Regions from separate parts of the Mus musculus genome. Here regions 2 and 3 are each linked to region 1. A link is a contact called in public Hi-C data. All regions are on one chromosome and are shown on one strand. Each heading gives the region's core, a stretch centred on a gene start, on an enhancer-like site or on the middle of the called end of the contact. The rest is flanking DNA. Distances are from core to core; before and after follow the strand shown.

Region 1 (4,281 bases), core at 1,165-3,664:
CACGGAATCACAGAGCCTCAGTATCACCCAAAGTAAACCTCTCAAACGCATGAAACAGTGAAACACATATGTGAAACACAGTGAAACGCATGAAACAGTGAAACACATGTGAAACACAGTGAAACGCATGAAACAGTGAAACACATGTGAAACACATGAAACAGTGAAATACATGTGAAACACATGAAACAGTGAAACACATGTGAAACACAGTGAAACGCATGAAACAGTGAAACACAGTGAAACGCATGAAACAGTGAAACACATGTGAAACACAGTGAAACGCATGAAACAGTGAGCCCCCTTCTCCAAGCCCCAGGAGTCACCAGCTTACCTTCTCTGTGGTTTTGACTATTCTAGGTCCTTTCTGTAAATGTGATCACGGCGTTAATTGAAACAAGCAAACAACAACAGAACAGCACAGAAACACATTCGAAATGGACTCACTCAAGCTGAAGTCCATGTCATTAAGAAGAAACTAAGCTGTCATCTGACCTTTGGGGGAATCAGTTAAACATCAAGGGTTTGGAAGATAACTCAGTGGGTGAAGGCGTTTGCACTGAAGCCTCACACTCAACTTCCCAAGGTCATCTTTCACCATCACACATACTCACACACATACACACACTCACACACACATACACACACTCAAACACACACACACTCACGTACAAATAAGCACATTTCCCAAATATGCCAGTTAGCTGGAATTCTTTCTCTCTGAATATTTAACACAAACACTAACCTGAAGTAACTTGATGCTAAACAAGCAGGCACCTTCCTGCTGATGTGTCTCTTGGGCCCAACCTTAGAAAAAACACAGACCAACATCCATTCTGTTTCTGTGTTCTTCAGCCTCACTCTGTCTACAACACCAACCTTGTTGCCCATTTTATACACATATTCAGGACTGGAATTGCTAGACCCTTGGTAATTTTAGTCATAATTATTTGAGGAGCACCATTGGGCTCCCACTGCTGTTGCCTCAGTAGTCAGGAGTTTGCCTCTCAGCACCCCTGACAATCCAGTTTATTTTCTAGTTTCATTTGTGTTTAAATAGTGACTGTCCTAAGGGATGTGAAAGAGAAATTTTTAATGCTTAATCCATACCACAGTGGGATCAGCAAAAGGTAGGGGGTCCTGGGGGTGCTGTTACAAAGACTAGCCTGACAGACATGTTCAGTTACACAGATGGTGCACTGTCCACGTGCCTAGTCACGGGGTGAGAGGGCCTGGGATCCAGAACATTTCACATACCAAGTTATGAACAGTCTTCTGGAAGAAGGCAATAACTTTTCTTCCTGGAAAATAATGTCAGCCTGCCAAGCTGTCGCCACAAAAGCGTACCCCTTCAGAGCTGACTGAGACAATTTTTGTGGATCCTTCCTAGAGAAACGCTAGATAAACACTAGATTAGTGGACAGGGTAATGCCTGCTCCAACAGTCCCAGAAGAATATTAAAATCCTTTCCACCGAGGTGTTCTGCTGATGGCTGTGACAGTTTTACAAAATGACCCCTGTCAAGTAGGGTCTCTGTGCCCTCACCCTTTAATCTGGAATTGGTGACTGACAGAATTAAGCAGAAGCCCCTTTGTGTCACTATCTGGACCTGGGCCTTAAGTAGGTGGCAGTTTCTATGTCCTTTCTCTTGGGATATTTGTTCTTGGAATCTAGCCACCACACTATGAGGAAGCTGTTGCTAAAATTCTTTCCCAGGGGCTAGATATAAGTCCTGTCTCTCCCTTCTCCTAGAGGTCCTAGAACAAACTGAGGTCCAATTCCACTATAGATACGGTAGGGAACCAATGAGGTCCTAGGGCATCCGTACAGCCAAGCCTTCTTCCCCAGGAGCCCTGATGTTTGGCCCTTATCTCTCCTCCCACTCCCCATCTTATCGTGACTTGACACACTCTGTGATAAAGACACTGCCTTCTGAAGGGTCTCCCCATTCATTGTCAGACATGATCATTTCTCTGAGCACACCCTAGACCCTTCCACAGACTCCCCAGCTCCCTTTTGCCTTGGGCTAAGGCTTAGTGGTCTTGCAGGTCAAATTTGAGCCAAAGACATGCTGTCCACCTGGGTTCCATAACTTCCTCTAAGGTGAGGAGTGCTAACAAGCTAAGCAAAGTTGACAGGAGACACAGCCCAAATTCCCTGGCTTCCCCTGCTGATCAAACTCTCCCGTACTCACGGGCTCAAGTGCCTCGAGTTTCTTCCTAAAACAGGGCACAACCTTGAGTCTGGTCTGTTGCTCTCTACTTTCAATCCTACCCATCCTAGACTAACCAACTTCTCAGGAAGGAAATAGTTAAAGATCCCTGCCCTTCAGGGCCTGGCGGGGGCAGCAGCTTTGCAGCTTGGTGGCTGCTCCCTGGAGGGCAGGCGGGATAGCGCTCTTGCAGTTAGGTCCCAGAGTAGAGAGGAAGGTCTAGGAGCCTGTGGAGTCTAAGGAAGATCGCGGGAGGCGTGTTCCTCCGGAGTTTGCTTTTCCTTGGGAGCCTCGCGCGCACACCCATCCCTTCTAGTCTGGCAACTGTGTCTAGGAGGTGGGGAGCCTCTCTCTGATCCACCGGACCATCGCTGGAGCTTGCAGGCTGAGCAAGATCTCCCCCTAGAGAAGCCTGGCTGTCCGGGGAAGTTTCCCCGAGCTGAGACTGTGCTGCAGCCCTGGTCACCCGCCACCCTGCGCGCCACCCTCGTTCTCCAGCTCAGGCTCCGGCTGGCCCGTGCGCGGACCTGGAGCTGTCTGCTTCCGAGGAGCTCTAAGGTCGGTGCAAGTCTTTCTTTTTGGAACCAGGGCTGGAACTAGGGATAGGGTCGCTGCCGGGGCAATCTGCTGGGAGGAGCAGGGGTGTCTCGCAGCTCCAGGGAAACGCAACAGACCGGCCTGGCACTTACCTCCCGGGACGCCCAGTGTGGGGCGCTTTCCTGGGAGACGAACACTGGGGGGAGTGGGGGTGGACACCGGACAAGACCATTGAGCTTTGTCTCGGATTTTTAGGAAAGGGGAGCCGGGAGTGGGAGGATCTTTTTCTCCACACAAGCTTTCAGGCGCATCAAGGCCCAGGGCGCTTGCTCCAAAGCCTCCTGGTGAAGTTGGTCTCTTCCTATCCTGCACCCTGAGTGCCAAGGACACTTACTGTGAAGAACCAACCTCTGTGGAGCCCTCCTCACACCACGATGGCAGCTGGGGTTGGAAATCTGCCTGCTGGTGGAGGTCTGGGCGATTTGCTCAGTGCTGTCCTGTCCTTTAAAGGGCACTTCTTGTCTTTCATGTGCAGAACCCTGGAACTGTTTGTAGATAAGCCACCTCTGATTACACCACCCTTAGTGGCCTCACCCCAGCAGACCTGGGGCGAAAGCATATGAAAGTCAGAGGATGTGTCCAAGGAGAGTGGATAATTTGTCTTCTCCAGAGAACAAAACCACAGAGAACTTGAAAAAAAAAAAGTTCTTGGTTTAATTTTTTTTTTCTTCTTGTAGTTGTTTCTGATTCCCACACAGCCATCAACTCATCTGTTTTTAAAGATTGGCTATGAAACACCTTGGCAACCATACCATGTAAATTACCTGCCCTAAGTATGTGTGCGGTTTGGGCGCCGTTGGATTTTCCAAATTACTAATGGCAAGTGGACATTTGCTCTGAGAATCTGATGTATTAACTAGGGAAAGCACTAAGGGGTCAGCTTTTGTATGCCACCAAACTCTAGACCCACAAAAGGAAAGATGCTGACTCCATAGACATGTCCTTCTGGTCTGAATGTGAGTTGCTTCTCTAGAGCTCTGGCTCTAGAGCCAGATGCCCGGCAAAGCTTGACTGAAATATACCAAAATGAGCTACAGATCCGTCCTTGGGAAAGCATGGATTCGAAAGAGGTTTCTTTTATTTGGTTTTGTGTTTTTCACTCTGTAACAATATGGCATCCACATGTTTTTGACAGATGTCCCTTAGATGTGGTGAGCTGACAAGAGGTGTCAAGAGAAATGAGTTCTTGGTAGTGTCTTTGCTGGAGGGAAGCAAGGAAGGAAGGAAAGGAAGGAAGGAAGAAAGGGAGGGAGGGAGGGAAGGAGGGAGGAAGGAAGGAGGGAGGGAGGGAGGGAGGGAGGGAGGGAGGGAGGGAGGGAGGGAGGGAGGGAGGGAGGGAGGGAGGGAGGAAGGAAGGAAGGAAAGAGGTTTTACTGGCAGCTGGCTCACACCCTGATAGGAAGCCATGACTGTAGCTTTCTCAGTACCTGTGGCAATGAGGACCACTGAGCTCTACGTGAGCTGTGCAGTGC
Region 2 (4,472 bases), core at 1,595-4,094, 42 kb after region 1:
CACTGATGGCCACTCCCATCAGCACAGAGAGTAGCTCACTCTCATACGGAACAGCTAAGTGCTATGATTTCTAATTTTCAAATAAAGTCATTGCTGTGTTTAGACATCAAAACACATTAGCAGTTATAAATTGTAATGGTGTCTTTCTAAAAGAAACCATATGTCTCTGGTGCCTGAAACACAAAATAAATGAAGTGTTTGGGACTGTTATTTGAAATAAATATATTTGCGAAAACTAAAACACAAAAGATAATTTTATCAATAGTTGAAAATACAGTAATATGGATAATTTAAAATGTCCACATCTCCATGGTTAAATGCAAAGATTAGAAATGACTTCGCTGCCTACTAGGATCTTCCGTGATCTGTTGAGAAACAAGTCGTGAATGTGCTGCTCTGGCCTAAGTCAGCTGCTGAGGGCTGCTGCATCATGTCAGGGAGATGTGGCTCAGGGTGAGACCTGACAGGCATGCAAAGCCTGGTTTAATTCCCAGTAGAGAAATGGAAGTGCTGCATAAGAGGCCACTGCATAGTTCTCACAGACTATACGGAAGACCGGTATGTTGGCCATTTCCCTAAGATGCTGAGCAAGCGCCAGCCTGACTGAGTCACCAGTAAGTTCCCACTGCTGTTCCCTACATGAGCACACCAATACAGTTTCCTCCTTCACCTAAGTGCTGTATTGGAGGAGTTGTGGCAGACATGACTGCCTCCTAGCATCTTAGAAGATCTGAAAAGAAGGGGAGTGAAGAAAAGGGAGAGGGTCTGTGTGAGGGGCACTGGGAAGAGAGGGGGGATATTGGGATGTAAAGTGAGTAAATACAGTTTTAAAAAGAAGGCAAACATAATAAACATTCTGAATGTAATCACAAGCATATTTTAAGAGGTAAATATTTAAAATTCAGACCAAACATTCATAACATTTTTTTAAATGAGTAAGGCAACGTCTTAGTTACTCAAAGCCCACCACCAGCAACCCACCTCTGCCATCAAAGACTTACCTCCCAATCCTTCCCAAACAGTTCTCCTGGGGAGTGAGCATGTGCAAACATGAACGGATGGGCTCACTCTCACCCAAACCACCACAGACACTAAGGCAACAGGCCTCCCAGCTGAGGGGAAACCTGCCCCACTACAGACCCAGCCAAGGCTGTGCCTCCTGGGTGGTTTCCGAATCTCAGAAGCCTTCTTCCTGAGCTTCTGACCCCCCACAGCAGGGAAGGGGGTGGCTTAGTTCACCAACTCCTCTCTCTGGTGTGGGGTACCCTCCCCAGAGCCCCTCCTCTCCTCATCCCATTCATGAATCACATGACTCATGTTAGCTTTGAGTCAAGACCCAAATAAAATGCCATTCTTCATTTAGAAGAGAGAATAATAATAAAAATAATAATAATGCCAAAAATTGGTTTCATTCAGATGTGGTTTGACTTTTAAATCAAGGAGATGAGCCATTTTAAAACGTCATTCTGCTAGAATGGCCTTCATCCAGGAGAGGCCTCCTTGGGAAAGCGCTCCCAGTCCTTTGTTGGTGGCCTTTACCGTTGTCCTTTGATGCTGACTTTGAGCTTGAGGATCCATCCGGGGACAGATTTGACATTTATATTTCAGGTTTTCATACTGGAGAATGAACCATGTTCACACACAATCCCTTTAATATTTTTGAAAGGTCATTTTATTTTTAAGTGTGTGTCTGTGTGTGCACATGTGTGTGCATGTGTGTGTGTGCGTGCGTGCGTGTGTGTGCGTGTGTGTGTGTGTGTGTGTGTGTGTGTGTGTGTGTGTGTGTTGTACATGTCAGTGCTGGTGCCTAAGGAGGCCAGAAGCATTGCATTCCTTGGAGCTGGAGTTGCTGGCACTTGGGAGACACCTGACATAGGCACTGGGAACTGAACTTGTGTTTCCTTACCTCCTGAACCAGTGTTCTAATCCTTATAGTTAACCACTGCACATAGAATATCATTAGCTTTGAGCCCTCACATGATCTCACTATATTCCACTGGAGGGAGGAATCACTATTTTTTTTTTAATGAGACAGCAGTAAGATGGGGGAGTCTGGAGTCCTTTAAGAACAATTTTTAGTTTTTAAAACCATATTTTTCTTGTCTGAACCAGATACCGCCCAGGAAGAGTTACCATGGTATTTTAATGATATTTTTAAAATATGATAATCATCTTTGGTTTTGGAGCTGTCCTGAGAGAAAGCATATGTCTAAGCACTTTTGAATTTCTTCTCTAATTACTTACTGAAATGCAGAATGCAATAAAACCAAAGAAAAGTCCCAGCTTCCTCACTCGCCATGGGGCAGAGACAGATAAACAAGCTGCTCAGAGTCGCTGTCTCCACCTGGTTGATGAGCCAGCCTGCTTTGCTTAACTGTGGACTGGCCTCAGTGTAGCCCTTTCACTAATTACTCCTCAATTTTAACTATTATTTACCTTAAGTATATGTTCGTTCTTACTCTCTTATGAGAAAGATAGGAGAAAGTTTTCAGAAATAGAGAAAGAAATTTAAAACCAAGTTTTGGCTTCTGCCCAGCTTTATCAGCAAACGTTATAATGCTAAAGTTAAGTATACTTTTACAAGGGACGAACTTTTCCCAGAAAAACTATGAATAATCAACTGTTACCAGCCATAAAATGTTTTTTCTTGCAGCTGTGATGAGTTTCAAATGTTACTTTTACTTTATTTGGGGGGAGAAAAGAAGAAGAAAGGCGATTCAATGCTGCTCTTTGTGAAGTTAATAGTCTTGTTTAAAGTACGAGACGATGACAGGGTCACGCTATAAACAAGCCCGGGTACAGATCCAACTTGTAGTTAGATGTCTGGGGAAGGAGCCTATAAAAAGATAAAACTCTCTTAACGACTCTTCCAGAGCAGTGTATAATTAGATACCTGGAAACGCTGCAAAGATCCATTAGGAAGGCAGCTTTTCTTTGTATGCCTCAAGCTTCAGACATGATGCCAGTGCCTCCCGTTGTTGATTGGTACCCTCCCTGATCATCTCAGAGACGGATCGTAGGTCCAGAAGTGTAAGGTGGTTTTCTGGGGTGTACCTCTTTAGACTTGGATGTGTTCTCCCCTTGTTCTGCTTGTGGTTTCCCACTGATGTATAAATAAGAGGGAAGGCACAGAAGTGGTTGAGCCGAAGAGACGGGAAATGGACAGTGTCACACTCTGGCTGGGGCAATTCAGGATCTTGTTTTGGGTTTGTTCCCTGCAGCGTGCACTTAAATCATCCTTTATCTTACTCTGCTGTCAGGATCAGGCAACTGGTTAGTTTTGCTAACCCCACTTCTCTTTGATAACCAGATACCCTCAAACTCAGTCGTTTAAAATAACCATTTTATCAGATCTCACTATGTTACGAGTCGGGAATTTGGCCGTTTCTGTGCCCTGTCACTGCAGCTAGGTTCTCTAGTAGCTTGCAGCTGGCACTAAGCTTGTCTCAAGTCCCCAACTCACTGGTCCAGCCTCTTGTCAGGGTCATCTGGAAGTCTCTGGGCCTCTCAGCCTGGCAAGACTGTGGTGCCAATCTATCAGAGGCCAGGCCTGGAACAGGAGGGCCACTGTCAGAACCAGCCACACAAGTGCTCACATTAGCATCCCTTGGCCACCCAACTCATGTGCTTTTTTGAGAAGTCTCTCTGTCAGGATTTTCCCTCCAACCCCTCTGTGTGTCCATGGTGTGAAGATATAAATCAGAACTAACCATCACAAATGACCAGTTGCTCTTAATTAAAGACAGCAGAGGTGTGCCTCTTTACCTTCTTGGAGTAGCAAAATTGAAGAAAAGCCAATGGGTTGCACTGTGAGCAAGCATCTGTCAACACTAGATATTAGATACTGCATTTTAAATCTCGTGACCCAGCATGCTGAAACACAACTGTCATGTAACTAACTGGCCAGGAGACTGAGGCAGGAGGATCACAGAAGTTAGAGGCTAGAGTAAATTCTAGGCCAGGCTGGTCTGCACAGTGAGACTGTGTCTGTAGAATGAGTGTGTCTTGGCCACCTCTCAATGCCTTGATTTAACAATGCTACTGCTAATAATTCATCCAGGAAAGTTGCTAACAATAAGAAAAAAATCTCTGTGTACAAATGTGTTCTTCACTCCTGTGAGATGCTAAACATGACTCATGAAAAAAGACTTATGGAAATGGGATCAATACCATGCCATCGTGTGCAGCTATTAAACTACAAATGCCATTTCTGTGGGAGAGCCTTCCCATGTAAACAGAGCAAAAATACAGTTATAACTGATTTGAGTAAAGAATACATTCAGACTACATTTGCACACCCTTAATCTAAACACTCAGGAGACAGAGGCAAATAATCTATGAGTTCAAGGCCAGCTAGGTCTACAGAGTAAGTTCAAGGACAGCCAGAGCTACACAAAGAAACCTTGTCTCAAACAACAACAATAACAAATAATAATAATGGGCAAATAATTTTAAAAGTAAAAAGATTTTGT
Region 3 (4,918 bases), core at 2,150-4,649, 47 kb before region 1:
GCCTTTGCTGGTCTCTTAGTAAGGAGCCCTCATACTCTCCCACCACCACCCCCACTCCCACCTTACCATACCACACTCATACCTGCCACCCCTCCCCACTCCTCCAGCACATGTTATTTTGTAGCCACAATGAAAATAATAGTAACACTGCCTACCTTATATGCATTAATATTATTAATTCTTAAGAATTATGGAGTTCTCACATCCCGATATGGAAAGTATTATAATTAACTCCCATTTTCAAATGAAGAGACTGAAACTTTAAAACCCTAAACAGGGGATGGAGAAGGAGAAATGGTTAAGAGCACCAGTGACTGCTCTTTCAGAGGACCCAGGTTCAGTATCTAGCACCAATGTGATGGCTCATAACCCTCTGTAACTCCAGTTCCAGGGGATACCCTTTTCTGGCCTCAGTGGGCACTGCATACACAAGATACACAGGTAGTACATGAAGGCAAAAACACCCATGCTCATAAAAATAATTGTTTTAACTAAGATCCTAAGTGAGAGTCTGATTCACTGAGTTAAACATTTGCTAAGCAAGTGCGAGAACCTAAGGTCAAGTGCCCATGACCCACATAATCCAGATGCAGGATCAGATGTCGAGAGCCCTAGTTCTCAAATGGTGATGTGGGAGGCAGAGACAGCAGACTCCCTGAAGCTCCTGCGGTAGCTAACCTGGATGCACAGCAGTGAACAGGAGACCCTGCCTCACATCCAAGGTTGTCCTCTGACCTCTGTAAATGCTCGTAACATATGTGCACCTACACTCACACACATGATCACACACACACACACACACACACACACACACACACACACACAAAACATATATATATATATATATATATATATATATATATATATATATATATATATGATACACAAAAGATTTTTTTAATGTCCTGAGTCTACAGTAACTATTGAAACCTGGATTAAAATATGGGCCAGTGACTTTGAGTTAAATTTTTGTTTTGGTTATTAGATTGCACTCCCAAAGTGTTTGAAGCCTGATAGCCTAATAAATATAAGTTGGCTAATGTAGCTTAATTATAATACACGAGCTTGAATGTAGGCACCAGCACTGCTATTGAAATACACATTTGTGACTTTGAGCTACCTATAACTGCTGTATCCTCAGGCCACCTGTAGGGGCGCCATTCTGCCCGCACTGTCCTGTAAAGCGCAATCTGATCCCTATATGAATTCTTCCACTTCAGCTGAGACTAAATCTGACCATGAAGGTAAGAAATCTTTAGATCCATTTCCCGGATGGACCCAGCCATGTGTTTGGGGGTCTGAATAAATACTGGCTTCAAAGAGAGAAAAAGCACAAAACCACCCTAATAAGCCTGGTTCATCTCTCCACTAGTAAGAATATTCTCCCTCCCCCTGCACTGTCCCCTCCTCCTCCCCCTGCACTGCCCCTCCTCCTCCCCCTGCACTGCCCTCTCCTCCTCCCCCTGCACTGCCCCCTCCTCCTCCCCCTGCACTGCCCTCTCCTCCTCCCCCTGCACTGCCCCCTCCTCCTCCCCCTGCACTGCCCCCTCCTCCTCCCCCTGCACTGCCCTCTCCTCCTCCCCCTGCACTGCCCCCTCTTCCTCCGGCTCCATTAACCTTGCAGTGTACCTCAGGGTTTCAGATAAGAAGAGCATTCTTCTCTGTGCGTCGATAACCCCCAATCCATAGCAATCAATCTACAGCCGGTAAAGAATGGCCAGGGGCCTTTTGAAAAAAGTCTTTCAAAGAAAATCAGTTACTAACAAAAATCATGAACCACAGCAAAAGATATGTGCAAGAAATACCACAGAATGACCAGAGAATGATTCACAATGTTATATAATGTCCTCAAATCTCCCAGAGTCTTCAGAGAGTCCTGCAACCTTTGCCTGTTTTATGCTTGCCACTCCTAGTCATCTGAGCAGGGTCCAGACAGCTCTTTGTGTGTGGCCATTCTGCCCAACAACAGATATCAGGCAAGCCTCCACCTAAACATCTGCGTGGGACTGTGCTGTGCACCAAGCTTTACAGAGCCAATGGGGTAGCAGGGGAAGAGATGGGACTCTGAAGGCCAAGAGACCTAGGGTTAGCTTTCAACTTCACTGCTTCAGGAAAGTCACTGCTCTGCATCTCCCTTTGCATGTCTCCTAAAGCTTTCAGTGGATACTGCTCTACTCACAGCCTGTCAAGTGCTTGGCACAGAGCCCAGAAGACTCTAATTGTACTGTGACGCTAGTCGCTAGTCACTACCTAAGGGTGACGCCATCATAATTACCATTCCTTTATCTCACAAGGCTTTCTTAGGTAAGGTCAGAAAAAGTCTAAATGGAGAGGACCACCCAAGCCCTCTCATATCTAAACTGTTTCATTGTCCCCCGTTAGCCACAGGAGATATATTGTAGACAGGCCATGCCTTTCACCTAAAAGTGTCTCAGACCCCAGAAGGCACACCAGCATTGCTCTTAAGAGTTAACACAAGCTCCCTGTCTTCCTGTGAAAGCAGTAGCCAGCTGCAAATGGACTCTTGTCCCAAAGTTGCTTTTACAGTAAAGGATGCCATTGCTACTAAACCAATGGTCAAGGGATGGGTGGTGTAGTGGCTATTTCTGGTTGTCAACTTGACTATATCTGGAATGAACTACAATCCAGAATTGGAAGGCTCACCTGTGATCCTAATCTAGAGGCTGGGAGATAGAAGTTTCTGGCCTAGATCTTGAAGCATAATGGCTATAAATCCTAGAAGATTAAGACAGGGAGATCTCTGAGTTCCAGGTCATGTGGGACAAAGCCCCAGATCCAGGCGTGGTGGCACACACCTTTAATCTGGGCCACACCTTCTGCTGGAGACCTATATAAGGACATTGGAAGAAGGAAGATTTACTCTCTCTTCTTCACCTGCGTACCTTGTGGGACTGAGCAACTGCTAGATCCTTGGACTTCTATTCACAGCTGCTGCTGACCATTGTTGGGGAGTTGGACTACAGACTGTAAGTCATCAACAAATTCCCTTACTATATAGAGACTATGTGTAAGTTCTGTGACTCTAGAGAACCCTGACTGATACAGGTGGTTCTAAAACAAGCCTCACTAACTGGTTGCTGACAGATCTGGCTTTGAGGGGGTGGAAGTGGATCTTCCATGTGTTCCATCAATGACAGGTCAGTTGAAAAACGTTGGCCTATTTTGAGAACAAAATTGAAATTGGCCTTTTATGAGTGTACAAAAGCAGACAGATGGTATCTGCAATTATTTATTTCTTTGCCTTTATGGAATTACTGTTCCCTGAAGCAGGTGGCCTGAAGCAAGCTGTGTCCACTGTTTCCAGAACCATCCATGTTTGTACATCCAGTCTCTCTGCACACTCAAAAAAAAAAAATCCAATAGGCACTAAACAGAAACAGGCTCACTCAGGAAAAAACAGGTCTGTGACGCACACAGCTCAACCCACGGTAATCCCAACTGTTCTCCCTCCTTGCTTGCTCAATTAAACGGATGATTTTTAGCTCTTTGCTTATTTGACCTTCTGAATGCTTTCTGAAGCAATATGTGGTTGTTCTCACAGCTTGCTGGGGACAGCCCTTCCTGAACTCTTGTCAACACTCAAGCTTCTCTGCTTCTCTTAGAGGTTTTTCTCCACCCAACCTCCTCACTTGTACCATGGATCGTGCCAGGATTTCCAACTCTGTGTCACCTTTAAAGCAGAGACAATCCCATGGCACATGACACTTCCTACTGGGAGAAAGTGAAAGTGAATGATACATCTCAGGTAGAGGAGATTTTACATTTAAAATAATAATAATTTATGTGCCTCAAATAAAGCAACATAAGGCAAAGCTTTTCGTATACATCCTATTTACACATCAGGAAGTGGCCTTCTGCAGTCAGGCAGCACCCCAGTGGAGGGGTAAGGACACCAACCCACCCACAAAACTTTCAATCCGAAATTTGCTATGTCTAAAAGAAATGTAGGACAAAGAGCAGTTACTGACAGAATGGCTAACCAATAACCAGTCAGTTTGAGACCTACCCCACGGTCAAGCACCAACCCCTGACACTATTAATGGTACTCTGTTATGCTTGCAGACAAGAGCCTAGCGTAACTGTCCTCTGAGAGGCTCTACCCAACAGCATACTGAAACACATGCAGATACCCACAGTCAAACATTGGGTTGAGGTCGGGGACTCTTATGGAAGAGTTGGGGGAAGGACTGAAGGCCCTGAAAGGGATGGGAACTCCATAGGAAGACCAACAGACTCAACTAAGCTGACCCCTTGGGAGCTCTCAGAGACTGAGTCACCAATCAAAAAAAGCATACATGTGCTGGATGGAGGCCCCCTCGCACAAATGCTTCCCTCCAGTATGATAATGAAACAGTAAGCTAGCCCCAGTTTAATAGTTGCATTTATAAGAGTTGTCTTGGTATCTCTTCACAGCAGTAAAACCCTAATTAAGACAAGAAATATGGGGGCTCGCCAGGCAGTGGTGGTGCACACCTTTAATCCCAGCACTCAGAGGCAGAGGCAAGGCAAATCCTCTGAGTTTGAAGCCATTCTGTTCTATAGAGCGAGTTTCAGGACATCCAGGGCTACATAGAGATCTTGTCTCCAAAAAACCAAATAAACAAACAACAAGAAATGGTGGGGATGTAGATAGAATGATCCGGGAGGCAGGCAGCCTAGCCAGAAGGATGAGCTCCGGGTCAGTGAGACACGCTGTCTCAAAACATAATACGAGGACAACAGAGGTAGACTCCTAATGTTGACCTTTGGCCCACACAGATACACATAAGCATGTGCACCCATATACACATATTCACATAACCACACAAATACACTCATGCATACATATTGCCCGTGCTTTTGTTCCACTGGCAAGAAAGACGCAACAAACCGGAATCTTCTGCAGCAAAAGCTTTAT

What was found. Hi-C and Micro-C count contacts between places; a contact is called where the count stands out from the background.
Region 2: a Hi-C map of uterus shows a contact between it and region 1, with 4 times the contacts expected there. The contact joins the enhancer-like site here to the promoter of Ednra in region 1. A contact is called at or near these places in 2 of 39 promoter capture datasets (3T3-L1-derived adipocytes and embryonic stem cells), 1 of 15 datasets of contacts at CTCF or cohesin (the NIH/3T3 cell line), 8 of 484 Hi-C or Micro-C datasets (the HL-1 cell line, nephron progenitors, palatal mesenchyme and 1 more), 4 of 115 datasets of contacts at active chromatin or transcription factors (cardiomyocytes, embryonic hindbrain, embryonic stem cells and 1 more) and 3 of 9 other capture datasets (adipose tissue, liver and pancreatic islet).
Region 3: a Hi-C map of uterus shows a contact between it and region 1, with 1.8 times the contacts expected there. The contact joins the enhancer-like site here to the promoter of Ednra in region 1. A contact is called at or near these places in 3 of 39 promoter capture datasets (the 3T3-L1 cell line, 3T3-L1-derived adipocytes and second pharyngeal arch cranial neural crest), 1 of 15 datasets of contacts at CTCF or cohesin (the NIH/3T3 cell line), 10 of 484 Hi-C or Micro-C datasets (3T3-L1-derived adipocytes, embryonic fibroblasts, granulosa cells and 2 more), 3 of 115 datasets of contacts at active chromatin or transcription factors (craniofacial prominence, embryonic fibroblasts and embryonic stem cells) and 2 of 9 other capture datasets (adipose tissue and pancreatic islet).

What each region holds. Positions count from the first base shown.
Region 1 is chr8:77,722,585-77,726,865 of GRCm38.p6, reverse strand. It overlaps Ednra (endothelin receptor type A), which reads left to right and starts at 2,414. Exons shown (of 8, transcript NM_010332.2): 1 at 2,414-2,770. It overlaps LOC108167319 (a long non-coding RNA gene), which reads right to left and starts at 3,281. Exons shown (of 4, transcript XR_003947564.1): 1 at 3,144-3,281; 2 at 335-367.
Region 2 is chr8:77,680,588-77,685,059 of GRCm38.p6, reverse strand. The region is part of intron 3 of Ednra (endothelin receptor type A); the gene reads left to right. The region is part of intron 3 of LOC105243223 (a long non-coding RNA gene); the gene reads right to left. Among named protein-coding and RNA genes, the nearest start is that of Ednra, 42 kb to the left of the region's middle. Within about 2 kb of position 2,844, at least 14 of the 459 cell types and tissues checked have an H3K27ac peak or open chromatin away from gene starts, as enhancers often do. A contact at or near this core is called in heart atrium, nephron progenitors and uterus, where this site is marked.
Region 3 is chr8:77,769,697-77,774,614 of GRCm38.p6, reverse strand. No RefSeq gene overlaps it. Among named protein-coding and RNA genes, the nearest start is that of Gm29845, 7.4 kb to the right of the region's middle. Within about 2 kb of position 3,399, at least 29 of the 459 cell types and tissues checked have an H3K27ac peak or open chromatin away from gene starts, as enhancers often do. A contact at or near this core is called in the NIH/3T3 cell line, granulosa cells, pancreatic islet and 1 more, where this site is marked.